2 separate regions of the Mus musculus genome follow, and region 2 is linked to region 1. The links are chromatin contacts, called in public promoter capture Hi-C maps. All regions are on one chromosome and are shown on one strand. Each heading gives the region's core, a stretch centred on a gene start, on an enhancer-like site or on the middle of the called end of the contact. The rest is flanking DNA. Distances are from core to core; before and after follow the strand shown.

Region 1 (7,741 bases), core at 1,789-4,288:
GATATGGTGCTGGAGAAGGAGCTGAGAGTTCTACATCTTGATCTGTAGACACTAGGAGACTGTGTGGCAACACTGGTTATAGCTTGAGCATAGGAGACCTCAAAGCTCACCCCCATAGTGACACTCTTTCTCCAACAAGGCCACACCTCCAAATAGTACTATTCTCAATGATGAAGCATTGAAACACATGAGTCTAGTAGGCCATTCCTATGAAACCATCACACCCTAGAAGTGGCCTTACAAATGGTTGTGAGTTAACATGTGGGGCTGGGAACAGAATTTGGGTCTTTTAAGCAGACAGTGCTCTTAACTGCTAAGCCATCTCTCCAGCCCTCTCCTTAGGATTTTATTTTATTTTATTTTATCTTATTTTATTTTATTTATATGAGTACATTGCAGCTATCTTGAGACACAGTAGAAGAAGGCATCGGATCTCATTACAGATGGTTGTGAACCACCATGTGGATGCTGGGAATTGAACTCAGGGCCTTGAAGAACAGTCAGTGCTCGTAATTGCTGAATCATCCTCAGTTTTAAAAAATGGTTCTTGTTTTTGTTCTTTCTGTATCTCTATTCTTTGTCTTACTTCAACAAATTTTCCTTTAATTCTTTTTAAAGTAAGATATAGTTTAAACACCACACAGTGCACCTGTCTTATTATGTAGTTCTGAGAATGTTGATGGATCCATACCATTGTGTTAGCATCCTCATAACCACAGTATATAGTAATCCCTCCATTCCTCAGAACTTGTGCTGTGCACCTTTGTGGTCAGTTTCATCCCTTACCTGTGTGCCCACCGCCATTGCTCTGCTCCCTGATCCTGGAGTTTACCTTTCCCAGTGCTGTATAGAACCATGCGGCACGCATCCTTTAGAGTCTGTTTCTTTTTCCACTTAGAGTAATGCAATCAAGAGTTATTCATACTATCAAGAGCTTGCTCCCTTTCATTCCTGGTGTTTGATTTTATGTATGTATCATAGTTTGAATATTTTTTAGTTGGAGAAAATTTGGAATGTTTCAAATATTTGACAGTTATAAACAAAGACACTGTAATAGCAGTTTTATGGAAGTTACAATGTATGTCAAGATGGCTTTTAAAAATATTAAATGAAGCTGGCTATGGAAGCACATGACTTTAGTTTCAGTAATTGGGAGGAAGAGGCAGGCAGATCTCTGAGTCTGAGGCCTGCCTGGGCGATAGAGTGAGTTCTAAGACAGACAGAACTATACAAAGAAACTGTGTCTCAAAACAAAAACAAACACAAAGAAACAAAAAACTCAAACACAAATTTAATGAACCAGTGTACATTGAACAAGGACTATCTGAACATTCAGGTTCATAATATTCTGCAAGCATTATTAAGACTTCCAAAATAGAAATGCCTTTTATTCTCATAAGGTAAAAAATTATAGAGTAGTTGTTTTCTGGGCTGAGGTGGTTCCTTGAGTGACATGATTTTTGTGTCACTCAGGCCTCTGATTGCAAACCTACATGCATTCCATGTTGGTCTGTCTAGAGTTTGACCTATGCAACTGAGCACCTACTCCAAGTGCAATCTGGGTCCTCTGTGTCTTTCCACAGGCTGGACCTTTTTTATATGCATGCTATATTCCTTTCAGTATAGCTCAAGTTAAAGTTTCTCAGTAGCACATTCCCTTGAGTCCTGTAAAACCCTAAAGTATTTTCACATGCTTTGACTTTAAGCCACACCTCCCCACCATCTGGTTTTCCAGATAGTTTTCAGATTGCTAGTATAAGATAAATATTGTTTGACCCCATTGTGAAGTTATGTTTCTGTATTGTTGAAGCTTTTTGCTTTTTCTATTTCTATAATTTTTACAACTAGCATCCTAAGTGGAAAATTTCAGATGACCTTAAAATGCTTAACAGGGCAGAATCCAAATGTAAAGGCTATAGGAGATCACATAATACTATTCTTGACAGAGCAAGAACTCTTTCTGTCTGGTAAGTTTTGAAATTACCTAGGTTTACCTTAGGATTTTAAGAGGATATTGCTAATGTTATGTGCAACAAGTGACAGATAATGCTGCTTATTTATTGACAGTTTTTGTTTGGTTTTGAGACAGTCTAAAAGGCTTCATGTGCACTGTGTAGCTCAGGATGACTTCCAATGCCCTACCCTCTTGTCTTTACCTCCATGCTGGAACTTAGGCATGGGCCATGATGCCCCACTTACAGGTTTCTGGGGCTCTAACCCAGGTCCTTGTATATGAGGCAAGCATTCTATCAATGAAGTATATCTTCAGCCCCTTGTTCTGGTTTTCTTTCCTTTTGAGAACAGTCTTACATAGTCTAGGCTAGCCTCAAACTCACTAAATAGCTGAGACTGGCCTTCAGCTCCTGGGATTATATGCCTGGGATTATATGCCTGGGATTATATGCCGTCATACCTCATGAAAACTTAAGATCATGATTATTTGTTTTCTGCAGTGTTGGAGATTGAACCCGGTTTGTGCAAGACAAGCAAGTGCTTTACATCTGCGCTCTCTCCCTGGCTCCCAAGAGACTCATTAGTATTTTATTATCAGCACTGTGCTTATCTGCATACCATCAATGCAGAGTTTATTATGATAGCCTATTCCTTACTATTTTATATATTTATTACTAGTACAGTGCTTAATTAAAATACAGGGATTTTTTTTCCTGAGACTTTAAGCTACTGTGTACCATACCAGTTAAACACAATGACAATAACCAGGAGATAAAAAACACACAATTGAAAACAGTAAAACTTTTATTTTAAGACCTGGCCTAACCCTCAAATAAGAAAAATAATAGTGTCAAGGCTGCCAGTTACTTAGACTGTGTGACATCAACAAAGAGGAATGGTTGGCTGTGGATAGTTAATATCCAGCACAAAAGCAGTGTATCTGTAAACAAAGTAAAGTAAATCTAATAATGACACCCACTGTTGGTTTTGGATGTGATCATTGACCAGTGATAGATAAGCCTATCAGTAAACCCACCTGGTCAGACGGTACCTCATAATTCTACAGTAAGGGAAAGCAGGACAAAGGGTTAATAATTAATGAAAGTGACCACACGCATGAGGAGGATACACACAAGAACAGGGAAGAGCCATTTGAGACTGCTCTGAGTACCAGCAGGGAGGGCTAATATCAGCACTGGCCAGATAGCTGTTATTACCCTGCAGTGCTTCCCGGCAGCATCTAGGAAAGACTGAAACACAGTCTCAGGCAGCGCCACACAGTAAGGGCGTTATATGGAAACAGGACAAAGAGTTTCTAGATAGGAGCGTAACTCTTCGGTTAGCAGTGGGTAAAAGTCAGTCCTCTCCCAGCTTGCCATCAGTTCTGGCAAGGCACTATATTCCTGAGGTTTATTTATTTTGGCCTGTGTTCATCCCTATTTTGATTTTGGTAACACACACCTGAGCCTCAGTCATTTCAGTTTAGGGATAAAGTATAGGTTGTTGAGGCAAATTCTGTGAATTCAGTTAAAAAGCATATAGAAAGATATCTATCTCTGGCCAAAGTACTCTCTCAGACATGTATATTTATACATGAACACTTATAGACAGACATACATGTATGGTATGTGTATATGTACATATATGGGTGTATATGTGTATGTGGGTGTGCTTAACCAGGCAACTTTGTGTGGAAAATAGAGGTTCACTTTAGGGTCTTTCCTCAGTCACTGTTCCACCTTATTTTTCATTCTTATTTATTTATTTATTTGGTGTGTGTGTGTATGTGTGTGTGTGTGTGTGTGTGTGTGTGTGTGTGTGTGTGTGTGTGTGTGTGTGCAGGTATGTATAGAAGCCAGGGGAGGACGTCTGGTAGGTATCCTGGTCTACTGCTGTCTTCATTATTACCTAAGACATGGTCTCTCACTGAACCTGGAGCTAGATTAGACATGGTCTCTCACTGAACCTGGAGCTAGATTGGCACCAGCAAGTCATAGTGATTCCCCTGTCTCCATCCCCCACACTGCTGGGGCATAGGCACAGCCATGCTCATGCCCAGCTCTTGCTCTGTTTTGTTGTTTTATTTATTTTTTTAAGATTTATTTATTAATATACATAAGTACACTGTAGCTGACTTCATCTGCACCAGAAGAGGGCGTCAGATCTCTTTATGGGTGGTTGTGAACCACCATGTGGTTGCTGGGATTTGAACTCAGGACCTTCGGGAGAGCAGTCAGCACTCTTACCCGTTGAGCCATCTCGCCAGCCCTTGTTTTATTTTTTAACATGCGTTCCAAACTCAGGGTTCTCATGCTTGTACAGGAAGTGTTCTAACCCACTAGCCGTCTCCCAGCCTGTCACCTTATTTATTTTATTTGAGATAAAGCCTCTTACTGAACTACACTTGACGTTTTCGCTAGCCCGGTAGGATAGCAAACTCCCAGAGCTTCCTGCGTCCACACACTGTGCTGGCTTACAAGCTTGTGCTGCTGTAGCCAACCTTTTTTTGGTTGTTTTTTAATGTGGGTTATGGTCCTCATATATATGCAGAAAGTACTTTACCCACCCAGCCATTTCCCTGACCCTCACAAATAAATATATTCTAATGTGCATTTATAGAGTTTTTTCCTTTGGTGCAGGTGAACCCCTTCCAGGGCTTTCTATATGCTAAGCACATACACTTGGCTTCACACCTCTAATTATTTGGTTTTGTTGGTGTTTTGCTACTTGATTGGCTGCTGATGTTTCTGAAAGAGTCTTTCTATGTAATCCAGGCTGGATTCGAACTCACTGTGTAGCCCACGTGCTTTGACCTTGCAGTGATCTTGCCTCAACCTCTCAAATACTGAGGTTAAAGGCATGTAGCACCATGTCTGCTCTGCAGTTCTGTATGTTTTGCTGAAATCTTCATCAACCCTAGTTCTAGCAGTGTGTGTAACCCTTAGAGTGTGTGGTTGCTGCTGTATTTGGGCACAGATCTGAAAATGTCTAGTGATCATTTCATCTCCCCCCCCCCCCGGCCCCGGCCCCATTGCTTTTAACTATCTTGAGCTCCAGAGCAAACTAGCAGCCACCTCCTGCCTTTATGTCTTGCAAGCCTTTACTCCTGTACTGCACTAGAAGTTTTTGTCTTTTTTTGAGACAGGGTCTTACTAAAGCCCTGAAACTCACTATGTAGACCAGGCTGTCCACCTGCCTCTGTCTCGAATCAAAGAGGTGTGCTGCTACTCCCAGCACTAGACCTGACCTTTAATGCCTCAGCCTGCGAGAATAGAAGCTTTTCTTAGCTCACATCCTTCATCACCCTTCTTACCTTCCCAAGATTGCTAATGACACAGTTAAATAAATCACAGAAGAGAAAAGGGGAGGATATATGACGTGGCTGATGTGACTGTGCAAGGAGCATGCTAAAGTCTGTCCTAAGTGTACAGGGAAGAGAGTGTACCATGGGCAAGTAGAAAGCCGTAGTGTGAGTGAGTGAGTGAGTGAGTGAGTGAGTGAGTGAGTGAGTGAGGAGACACTGCTGAGGCGGTGGGTGAAAGCCGTAGTGTGAGTGAGTGGGTGAGTGAGTGAGTGAGTGAGTGAGTGGGTGGGTGAGGAGACACTGCTGAGGCGGTGGGTGAAAGCCGTAGTGTGAGTGAGTGAGTGAGTGAGTGAGTGAGTGAGTGAGTGAGTGAGTGAATGGGTGAGGAGACACTGCTGAGGCGGTGGGTGAAAGCTGTAGTGTGAGTGAGTGGGTGAGTGGGTGAGTGAGTGAGTGAGTGAGTGAATGGGTGAGGAGACACTGCTGAGGCGGTGGGTGTGAGGATGATTAGGAAAGGAGACTGTGCGGCCAGAGCAAAGGCAGTGGTAAGGCCCAGTCAGGGCCTAGCTCTGTAACACCTCCTTCGCATCCATATTTTCTGCCACAGAGAAAGATCATTCACTGAAAATGATAGGACACGAGTCGCTAAACCCCCAGACTTTTGGAAGAAATATAGCAAGCTGGTGAAAGGTCTCTGCTTTTGTTCCCATGGTGTTCCTCCTCCCGGGTTCCCCACCCCTACTCACCCCTCCTCTTCAGGGCACTGGAAGGACTCGGGAGTAGAATTATTCAACTGTGGTCTTTAATAAACTGTGGGGTATGGGAGGTGCCAGAAGCTTCCACAAGGAAAAGAGGATGCTAAAGAAGGGGGATGATCCAAGAGGACCTCGCCACAGCTTCCACGCATCAGCTTCAACTCTTCCTGCCTTCTGAGCCTGCTCCCTTTCCAAGACAGTGTCTCTAATTACTTGTGTCCTTTGCAAGCTAACAAATTCCAAAGTAAGCCTGTAAAAATCAGATGTACAGGGGTCTGACCTTGACTTCTGCCTTGTTCTCTCCCATGCCAGTTGACTTACTACTACCTAAAGAACCCTGGACGTACTATTCACTCACTGAGGATTTGTTTCCACATATAAATCACATTTTTATACTGGATGTGGGTGCCTGCTATTATGGTTTTGTTTGTTGCAACAGGAAAGAGGATACCTTTAAAGCTGTGGGATTTTGCGGGGGTGCGGGGGGCAGGGGTTGCTGGAAAGATGGCTCAGAGGTTAAGAGGACCTACTGTTCTATCATGAGGACCAGAGATCTGATCCCATACCCCAATCAGGTGATACTGGATAAATTATCTACATGGATGGATGGATGCCAGGAATAAGGGTCAAAAATGGTCTCAGTAGACTCGAAAGATGGGCTAAAGCCACAGTAACATTTAACAGCAGTATATCAAGTTATACATTTAAATTAAAAATAAACAGTTGTCCATGGATATGGTACAAATGTCAATGACAATTCAGTGTGGGTTTTTATGGGTCTCAAGTTTAGAAAAATGGTATTCATAGGCACGGTATTTGGCTCCAATGACTGCTGGAGGCTCCTCAGGATAAAGACAGGAATTTGAAGGCAATTGCCTTTAAATTACAACTGCTATTATGGTTTTATTGTTGCAACAGGAAACATGACATTGGCACTTTGAAAGCTGTGGGATTGGGGGGGCAGGCAGAGAGGGGGTGCTGGAGAGATATCCCGGAGGTTAAGAGGACTTACTGTTTTATCATGAGGACCAGAGATCTGACCCTAGTACCCACATCAGGCAGCTTATAACTGCCTGTAACTCCAACTTCAAGGGATCCAATGTATTTCTACCCTTCACTAGCATTTGCATGTAGTCTCACACAGATGTACACATAGATAAAAATAAGTCTTTAAAAAAGTCTGTATTTTTGGGTAATTACTGGGGCAGTGGTCTGAGATGGACAACCCAGTTAGGTAGTCACTGTAGTTTTCTAATGATACACTGATCAAAGTCATGGCTGAGTTAGGGCCGGTAGAAGAGCAAATCTGAGTTGTCTCAAAGAAGAGAGGAGGGTGAGAACTGAAAGCAGAGGGCAGTATGCCTGACTGGGGAGGCAGGATAATGGCCGAACTGAAAGCAGATTAATTTCTTAAACTGGCTCCTCTGAACCACAGCTAGGAGTCATATCAGTGATGGAGGCTGAATGGCATGGCCTAGCCCCTGGGAGTGTTTCTCTGGTCATGAGTGAACTTTCAATGACGTGGGAGTATTTTTGGAAAGGGAGGGCAGCAGATATCTTTCAGATTTAATGGTTTTCTGAGTCAATTTTGCACTGGTGGTAGTCTTCCAGTCATGGCACACACTCTGTGCTGGTGTACTTAGCACACAAGTAATGATGTATGCAGTGCTCTTGGAAAGGAGTAGGGGTTATGAAATCGTTATACTATTATTTTACTGTTTGTGCCAAG
Region 2 (7,741 bases), core at 3,672-6,171, 79 kb after region 1:
TCTAGTTTAAATAAGTTCCAGTGTTTCCTCATCAAAGACTAAGTCCTGTCCAAGGTCTCCAAGCTGCTCAGCTATCCTTAGTAGTCTCTTGTGCACTCGCTCCAATCTGCCATGGAGAAGCCTAGTGACAGTCTTCCATGGCAGCTTCAGGCTGAACCTCTGGCCATGAACTTCCATAAGCTTCTCCCACAAACTTCTCTACACGGAACTTCTCCCACAAACACTCTACACGGTCTGTTTACTATACAATTAGAAGTCAAGGCAGGGAGTGGTTATTAGAGAAAAGTCACTTTTCCAAATAGGAAGAGCACTTTTCCTGCTTTTTTAGCATTCCTGTGAAGAGCACATAAGCTGAAGAATCAGATTGAAGTTCTATTTTTGTTATGTTTGTGGCATTATACACAAATGCTCCATCCAGTATGCATTTCTCTAACAGGGCAGGTGTGGTCAGGGCTGCCCACAGCCTTTCAGCAAGAATAAATGATCCTCTCTCCACAAATTGTTCCAGCCAGCTGCACATAGTGGAACTGACAAAGCACATGTCTAAGTCTCCTTGGTCCTTACCATCCTTGACCATCTTGCCCTTCTCCCATCAGCTGTCACCATGAGGACCTCAATCCAATGCCTCACCTCAACCCCGTTCTAGTATGATACAAGGGAAAAACCAATTCATTGTAAATGTAGGACACCAATTACAGTAATAGAACAATTAATAGTCTAAGAAGACAAGGCTAATAGTGTGAAAAACAAAATAATCCCATCATACTTCAAGTTTCTTAGAACTACAAGGAAAACAAGAAACAATTTGGCTGTCATATGGCAATAAATACCGTCAAAGTAATAGTGTTAAGATGATGCAACATGTAGCTAGGGGGGTCACACTGACAATGTTTCCCCCTTTCTGGGATCACAGAATGTTCCATGACAGATAATGGACAACTGCTGCTTTTCCAGATGCTACTGACAGACACAAAGAAAGGTGTTTTGAAGCACCCACCTTGTTGAGGACATCTCGCTGGCAGCCAAGATAGAGATTGGGAAGAATTCGAGTTGGCCCAATGTTCGCAACAGGTAAGCAAGGCTGAGATATGCAGGTAGGGACTAGAGTGGACTTTCCTTCACAGAGGCCAGGGAAACAACGAGAGAACTCAGCAAAGCCACCTAAGAATAAACATCGTAAGGTTATGCCATGTACAAAGTCAAACAAACCAGCCCTCTGGGAACTACTTGACTAAAACCATTGAAAACAGAAAAATCAGACGGTACAGATGCAAGCAGGTAACACGATCTATGCACACATTCCTTCCTTTAGCTGCTGATGCTAAAACTGATGGAGAATCCAGCACTAACGTTAGCATATAAGGCTGAATTACGGATGTGCAAGTTCTGAGGACACTGAGGGCCTTTCTTTGACAGTCTCTTAAATCTTCACATACCCTACGGCATATGCCCCTCCTTTCTCTCTCCATTAAAAATGTTATTTATGGGACATATAAAAGGAGGATTTTAATAGCAAAGAAGTCAAAAATAATTATTCGCAATAGTAAACAAATGGATATTTTAAAAAGTGATAAATTGAATGTTACTTTTTAGAATACAAATAATGTTGTAAATTCTTCTGAGATTCAACTTTAAGTCTCTCAACCATACAAAAGAATATTTGGCAGTAGTGGCGGGATAAGACAAGGTCTTGAGAAACCTTCCAACTTACTTTGTGGCTGAGAGTGACCTTGAACTTCTCTGACCTCAGTCTCCAGAGTGCTGGGGTTCAGGTTGTACTACTTGCCTGATCATTTTTCTTAAGATATCAAAAACATACCTTACTCTTTAAAAATGTCTCTGTAGCCAGTCATACGGTTCTGTAGCAGTTAGTCACTGATTTCTACAACTCCTTTTCAGTAAACACTACAAAAAAGTGTAGTTGGATCCTAGATCATTCAGAGTACAAGAATTCTGTGGCAAGAGTCTTGGGTTCAGGTTTGGAAGTTGGGCTTGTTTTTTTCCTCAGTCTCTCTCTTCCTCTCTTTTCTCTTTTTAAAAGTGGGTTGGGAGGTATGGAGGCCAGAGAACGACTTGCTGAAGTCAGTTCTCTTTTTCTATCACATGAGCTGTAGGGATGGGACTCGGGTTATCAGGCTTAACAGCAAAGGCCTTTCCCTACTAAGCCACCTCATTAATGCCAGTCCATCCTTCTATTTCTAACGAACTGACCCACGGCCTTCAGTAAGTGTCATAATGTTGCCACAGTTCAAAAGTGACATCAGGGAGCATCTGAACGCCTCTGAAGGGGAAAAGTGTGGCTAAGGTCTCACAGGACCTTCCAATTTCAATAAAGATGCCTTCTATCCAAATGAAAACACAGGAACCATACTGGTTTTGATAAAATTCCTTACTATCCAAACTGCTACCTCTTAAGATCTCAACTCAGGAACACTGATGATTAGAATTATAGAAAATACCTGCCTGACTCACATATAACTCAACTGGACACATATTTCTGTCTATGCTCAGTCCAGGGCCAGAAGCAGTGAGCAGGAAGTTGTAGCAACAATTAAGGTACCAGCAAAATATAAGACAACATCCCTACCTCCAGTGCATGTATTTGTAAGTGTAAAACTGTTCTTGCACATGGGCAGTTGAAAGGTCTTAAGCTAAACTGGTGGACAGAGCAGGTGTAGCAGGTCCACTGTGGAAATCACGAGTCACTTTGTACGATGGCAAGGCCCTCAAGATCTATGCCTGTATGTGCTTTATTTCCATCACTTCTAAACATGGCTTCCAACCACAGAGAGCTCCTTGTTATTTCATACTGCAGGACACCACCACTCTGCCCTGCACCATACATGCACACATATGAGCCCAGTGACCAAGAAAGTAGGGAGAGCAAGTTCCTGTGTCCAAGTTTACTCCTTGCTCAACACAGTCTGATGTCTGATGTGGTAAATCTACTGAATCCCCAACTCCTTGTTTTCTCATCTGTAAGAAGGATTCTAAAAGGATTACCCGGCATGCCTACAATATTTTTCGTGTGGCACCCAGCAAACACTCAAGCAGGTATCAGTAGCTAGTACTCCATGACAGCAGTCATCTTCCATCCTAGCACCTCTTTAGGATCGCCTAAGACACAAAGCAAAAGGCAGAGACTCAGCCTTAGAGTCTAAGGTTACATTTCCCAAGGGAGCTACAAAGCACTGGTGTCCTGAAAGAAGCTGTCAGAGGGGAATTGTCTACAAAGTAACAGAAATACTGCCTATCTCATCTCCCTGAGAGTGTCACAGCTCCTATTAACATATTAAGGACTCCCACAAATGTTATCTCCAAAGAAAGTGGTTTAATTTCCTTAAGTCAAATAAGCATTTCCAAGCTGACTGAACCATGGCAATCCCTCTAAAATCGTTAGCTGCTAGTGGCATTCTATACGAGCAAGTGCTAGACTGGAACTACTGCAACTTCCTTGGCCTACAAGTGTAACCGCTGATGATCTGGGGCAGGCAGCATGGGCTCACAAATGTCCACTGTTTAACATTTCTCTCAGGATTTCTGGTTATAGAATATTGTTGCTGTTAGGTAAGGCCCAGCAACTGGGCCTTACAGCAACATAGTGAAGGTTCTCACATTTCTTTGCTTAGCTTATACCAACCAACAGGTACTATTTTATAATTATATGATTAAAATTTCAACTTCTATACATTGTTATTTAACCTAAGAATTGTTTCATGGGACATCTGTCATTAAAAACTAACAGAACCATGTTCCAGTAAAATATTCTCGGAGAAATTAAAAAAGAAAAAAAAAAACCTCTTGAATTTATTTTAAATTTGTAAATAATCATACTGAAAAGTAACAACAGAATATATTGAACTCAAATTCTGAGAAGCAACTGGGACTACAGGGGTGGCCTAATATCCTTGATTCTACAGGCATCGTCTCAGTCTTCAAATAAGCTCTGCAGTACATGTCATTTCTACTCCTGTTTATATACAAGAGCACATTCTATAATACTTAGCAGAGCTAAGGTATGAGTCTACTTCTTTTTTTGGTTTTTGGTTTTTTTGGTTTTTTTTTTGGGGGGGGCGTTTCGAGACAGGGTTTCTCTGTGTAGCCCTGGCTGTCCTGGAACTCACTTTGTAGACCAGGCTGGCCTCGAACTCAGAAATCCGCCTGCCTCTGCCTCCCGAGTGCTGGGATTAAAGGCGTGCGCCACCACGCCCGGCTATGAGTCTACTTCTTAACTATTCGAACTTCCCTTTGTGGGCAAGGAAAGTCTTACTGCTATCTAGGATCGGCTTGTCCAGTTGACTCGACCAGAGAGCGTAACGTGTGTGTGTGTGTGTGTGTGTGTGTGTGTGTGTGTGTGTGTGTTTGTGTGTGAAGCTTTGATTAGAGAGAAGATAGACAAGGGGACCCAACATGACCAGAGATAAGAGACTTACTAAATACAACTGCTGCTAAAATCTCTTCCATAAACAATGTCTATTAGTCTTATTTACAGAGCAATGGGTAAGGGATTCTGGCAAGGAGCATGGATGACCCAAAAGCAGCCACACTGGAAGGTTTGTATGATGGTTGATTTCTCCCTCATATCCCCCTTCCCTAATCCTCCAAATATACTGTAGCCTTCCCAGAGACCAGAAGCCACAAGCTTAAGGCAAGTGAGGCCTTGCTGCAAAATAAAACGTAAGTTGTTGGGTATTTTCAACTAATATTTAGTACAAACAGTCGGACTTTAAAATATTTAATAGGTTTCAATGAATTTGGAACTTTCATTTAGTGCTCAATCTCACTTGAAATGTCCCAAACTGTGAACTTACAGAAAATACTACATCAGCCAAAGAGTACATTTTCCTGCTCTTTATGACAACATCCACTCTGCTGACATCCTCTTTCATTGACAGTGTTTTCCATTCACTGACCTTTCATTCACTGTTGTATTCTAGTGACTCCAGTTTCATTTCATTAATTAACAACAGACTAGACACTGAAGATCTACTCTGAACCTTTAAAAACTATCTGTGGCCTCATCAGCAAATGAGTTTCAAAATATCTAAACTACCCCCTTTCCTTTCAAAGATTCTCTTGCAAACAAGATCTACATCAAAAGAAAAGAACACACAGCTCATTTATATATACTTTGTTCCTAAGAGCTGCAGATACAAACTAAAAGCAGAAGGTTATCTGACTTTGTTATAAAACTTGCTGTCATAAGCAATCCATGTTAGTGTATTACAAAACCTGTACCATCAGGGCACTGCCCCATTCCCTTGTGGAAAGCCATATTTTAAAAGTTATCATGGCCTTGTCTTGTTAATACTACCAACTTTCTACCCTACATTCTATGTTGTTTATCAGCAGGAATGAAGAAAATGTAAAATGGCAGTAACACAAATGTGTGTCCCTCACACACAGCTGAACTTCAAAAGAGCTGCACACTAGTCCCTGGAGTTCTCAAGTGTTTACCAGGCAGGTAGACACGTCCCGAGACTCCTGGTCTGGAGAGAAACGGAGATGGAAAGAATGACGGACAGACTGCAGCGCTGCTGCTTGTTAATCTTCCACCATCCAACCAAAAGAATGCGTGTGTGGAAATAAAATGTGCTACTCTGGACACAGAATGCATTTGCTATAGCTTCAAAGGCATATGTCATTTATATGTCCATGTATTCTAACTCAGCCAAGAAAAAGTTCTCCCCTGAGGGTGCCTCCTTCACAACTGCAATCAAAAGTATTATTTTCGTTAAAAAAAAAATCACTATGAAGTATCAATGCATTGTGGTGGGAGAAAATACGCCAAGTAAAATAAAATGCTTAAGGTTCTGCTAAACAGTCCCAGTCACTTCTCTTTCTTGGTTCATTTGTAATCAGCTGTAAAAGTTATTTTCTAAAAGACAAATATTTACATAATTATCAAAAGTGATACTTTACTTCAGCACAATAACACTTCATTTTTAACTAATTAATTTTTATTTTATTTTTGAGATAGGATCTTGTTGTATAAGTATAGCAATTCTAAAATTCTCCATATGGGCCATACAGGCTTAAAATTTGCAGCAATCCAGCCGGGCAGTGGTGGTGCATGCCTTTGTTCTTGGGAGGCAGAGGCAGACAGACTTCTGAGTTCGAGGCCAGCCTGGTCTACAGAGTGAGTTCCAGAATAGCCAGGACTACACGGAGAAACCCTGTCTCGCACCCCTCCCCCAAAATTGCAGCAATCCCCCTACCTCCACATCCCAAGTCCTGGGATTAAAGGAGTATACACCCGTATCTAGCTTCTCAACTTTTCTAAGCCTCAAATTCTAAAAATCAAACCATATCCCTTTAACCAAACTAATGATGGATGTCAACCACTTGGAGGTAAATTCTCTGCAAGAGAGAGAGAGCAAGCTTTCAAGCTTTCATTCCAGGCTTTCTTCAGACAGACACACCACTGGCACTTTGTTAAGTGACAACAATTGCCTAACATGGGAGGCAAAATTAAAGAAAACCACGCACCCCATCTTCTAAGTTAATTTTATGGATATATACAGAATGGTATTTATATAAAAATTTTACTTCCTGAAAAAAACATTTTCCCAGATATCATATGTAAATTTAACTTTAATTTTAAATTATCCATGTTTGTATCATTTTTGAGACAGTTCTCTAATCTGATGAGTTCATAAAACAAAACGTTCTGTGACGTAAGGAGAATTCCCTATTTGCTGAGCCTAGAATGTAGTGGGAACTGAAGCAAACCTTACCTCTAGAGGCGGTCTCTTTTTTGGTTTGGTTTTGTTGGGATTTAGTATCTACCCCTTTTATAAAATACTGGGCTGTATATGGAATCTACACACATGCATATACTATTTGATCATATTGAGAGTGTGGTTCAAGTTAGTTTTTAGAAAATGCTGAGTGTTTGATAGTTTACTGATCCTTTAACCTGTCAGACAATACACAACTGAGCCTAGAAACAACTTACCTTAAATACACACCTCCAGGGCTTTTAACAAATGCTTCAAATAACAAAGATCTTTCAAAAGAGTACAAGGGAGAGATGGCTCAATGGTTAAGACCACTGACTGCTCTTCCGAAGGTCCTGAGTTCAAATCCCAGCAACCACGAAGTGACTCAAATGAGATCTGATGCCCTCTTCTGGGGTGTCTAAAGACAGCTACCGTGTACTTACTTATAATAAATAAATCTTTGGGCTGCAGTGAGCGGGGCTGGAGAGGGAAGAAAAAGTGTCTAAAGTACAGCTAAAGTGTACTCTAAAGACAGCTAAAGTGTACTTATATATAATAAGTAAATCTTAAAAAAAAAATTCAAGGGCTGAGAGGCGACTCAGCAGTTAAGAACACTCGAGGAACACTTGTTGCTCTTCCAGAGGACCCAGGTTCAATTCCTAGCACCCACCTAACTACCTACAACCATCTGTACACAGTAGCTGTCTTCAGACACACCGGAAGAGAGTATTGAATCCCACTACAGATGGTTGTTGCTGAGAATTGAACTCAGGACCTGTGGAAGAGCAGTCTGAGCCTTCTCTCCAGAGCCCAACAAGTGCTTTAATAAGTAGGAGAACCAAATCTACAGACACAACCCTGTCTGGTCCTCTGGTCCAATCTGGATGAGAAGATGACAGCGGAGCCAACAGAATCAGAGACTCCTGGGAAGGGAGGATTTCAGAGGACCCTGCTTCCAACAGCATAGAAGGAGAATCATTAAGGAGTCCACATATGTTCATTTATTACCTGGAAGCCAG

What was found. Capture Hi-C pulls out chosen DNA fragments and counts their contacts.
Region 2: a contact with region 1 is called in a promoter capture Hi-C map of liver. The contact joins two enhancer-like sites. A contact is called at or near these places in 1 of 15 datasets of contacts at CTCF or cohesin (CD8 T cells), 11 of 484 Hi-C or Micro-C datasets (ECoMG-derived neutrophils, the N1E-115 cell line, Sertoli cells and 6 more), 3 of 115 datasets of contacts at active chromatin or transcription factors (bone marrow-derived dendritic cells and embryonic stem cells) and 4 of 9 other capture datasets (adipose tissue, embryonic stem cells, liver and 1 more).

What each region holds. Positions count from the first base shown.
Region 1 is chr6:134,661,698-134,669,438 of GRCm38.p6, forward strand. All of the region lies in intron 2 of Borcs5 (BLOC-1 related complex subunit 5), which reads left to right. Among named protein-coding and RNA genes, the nearest start is that of Borcs5, 25 kb to the left of the region's middle. Within about 2 kb of position 3,039, at least 18 of the 459 cell types and tissues checked have an H3K27ac peak or open chromatin away from gene starts, as enhancers often do. A contact at or near this core is called in liver, where this site is marked.
Region 2 is chr6:134,738,815-134,746,555 of GRCm38.p6, forward strand. Dusp16 (dual specificity phosphatase 16) reads right to left here. Exons shown (of 7, transcript NM_130447.3): 4 at 998-1,161. Among named protein-coding and RNA genes, the nearest start is that of Gm36328, 11 kb to the right of the region's middle. Within about 2 kb of position 4,922, at least 9 of the 459 cell types and tissues checked have an H3K27ac peak or open chromatin away from gene starts, as enhancers often do. A contact at or near this core is called in liver, where this site is marked.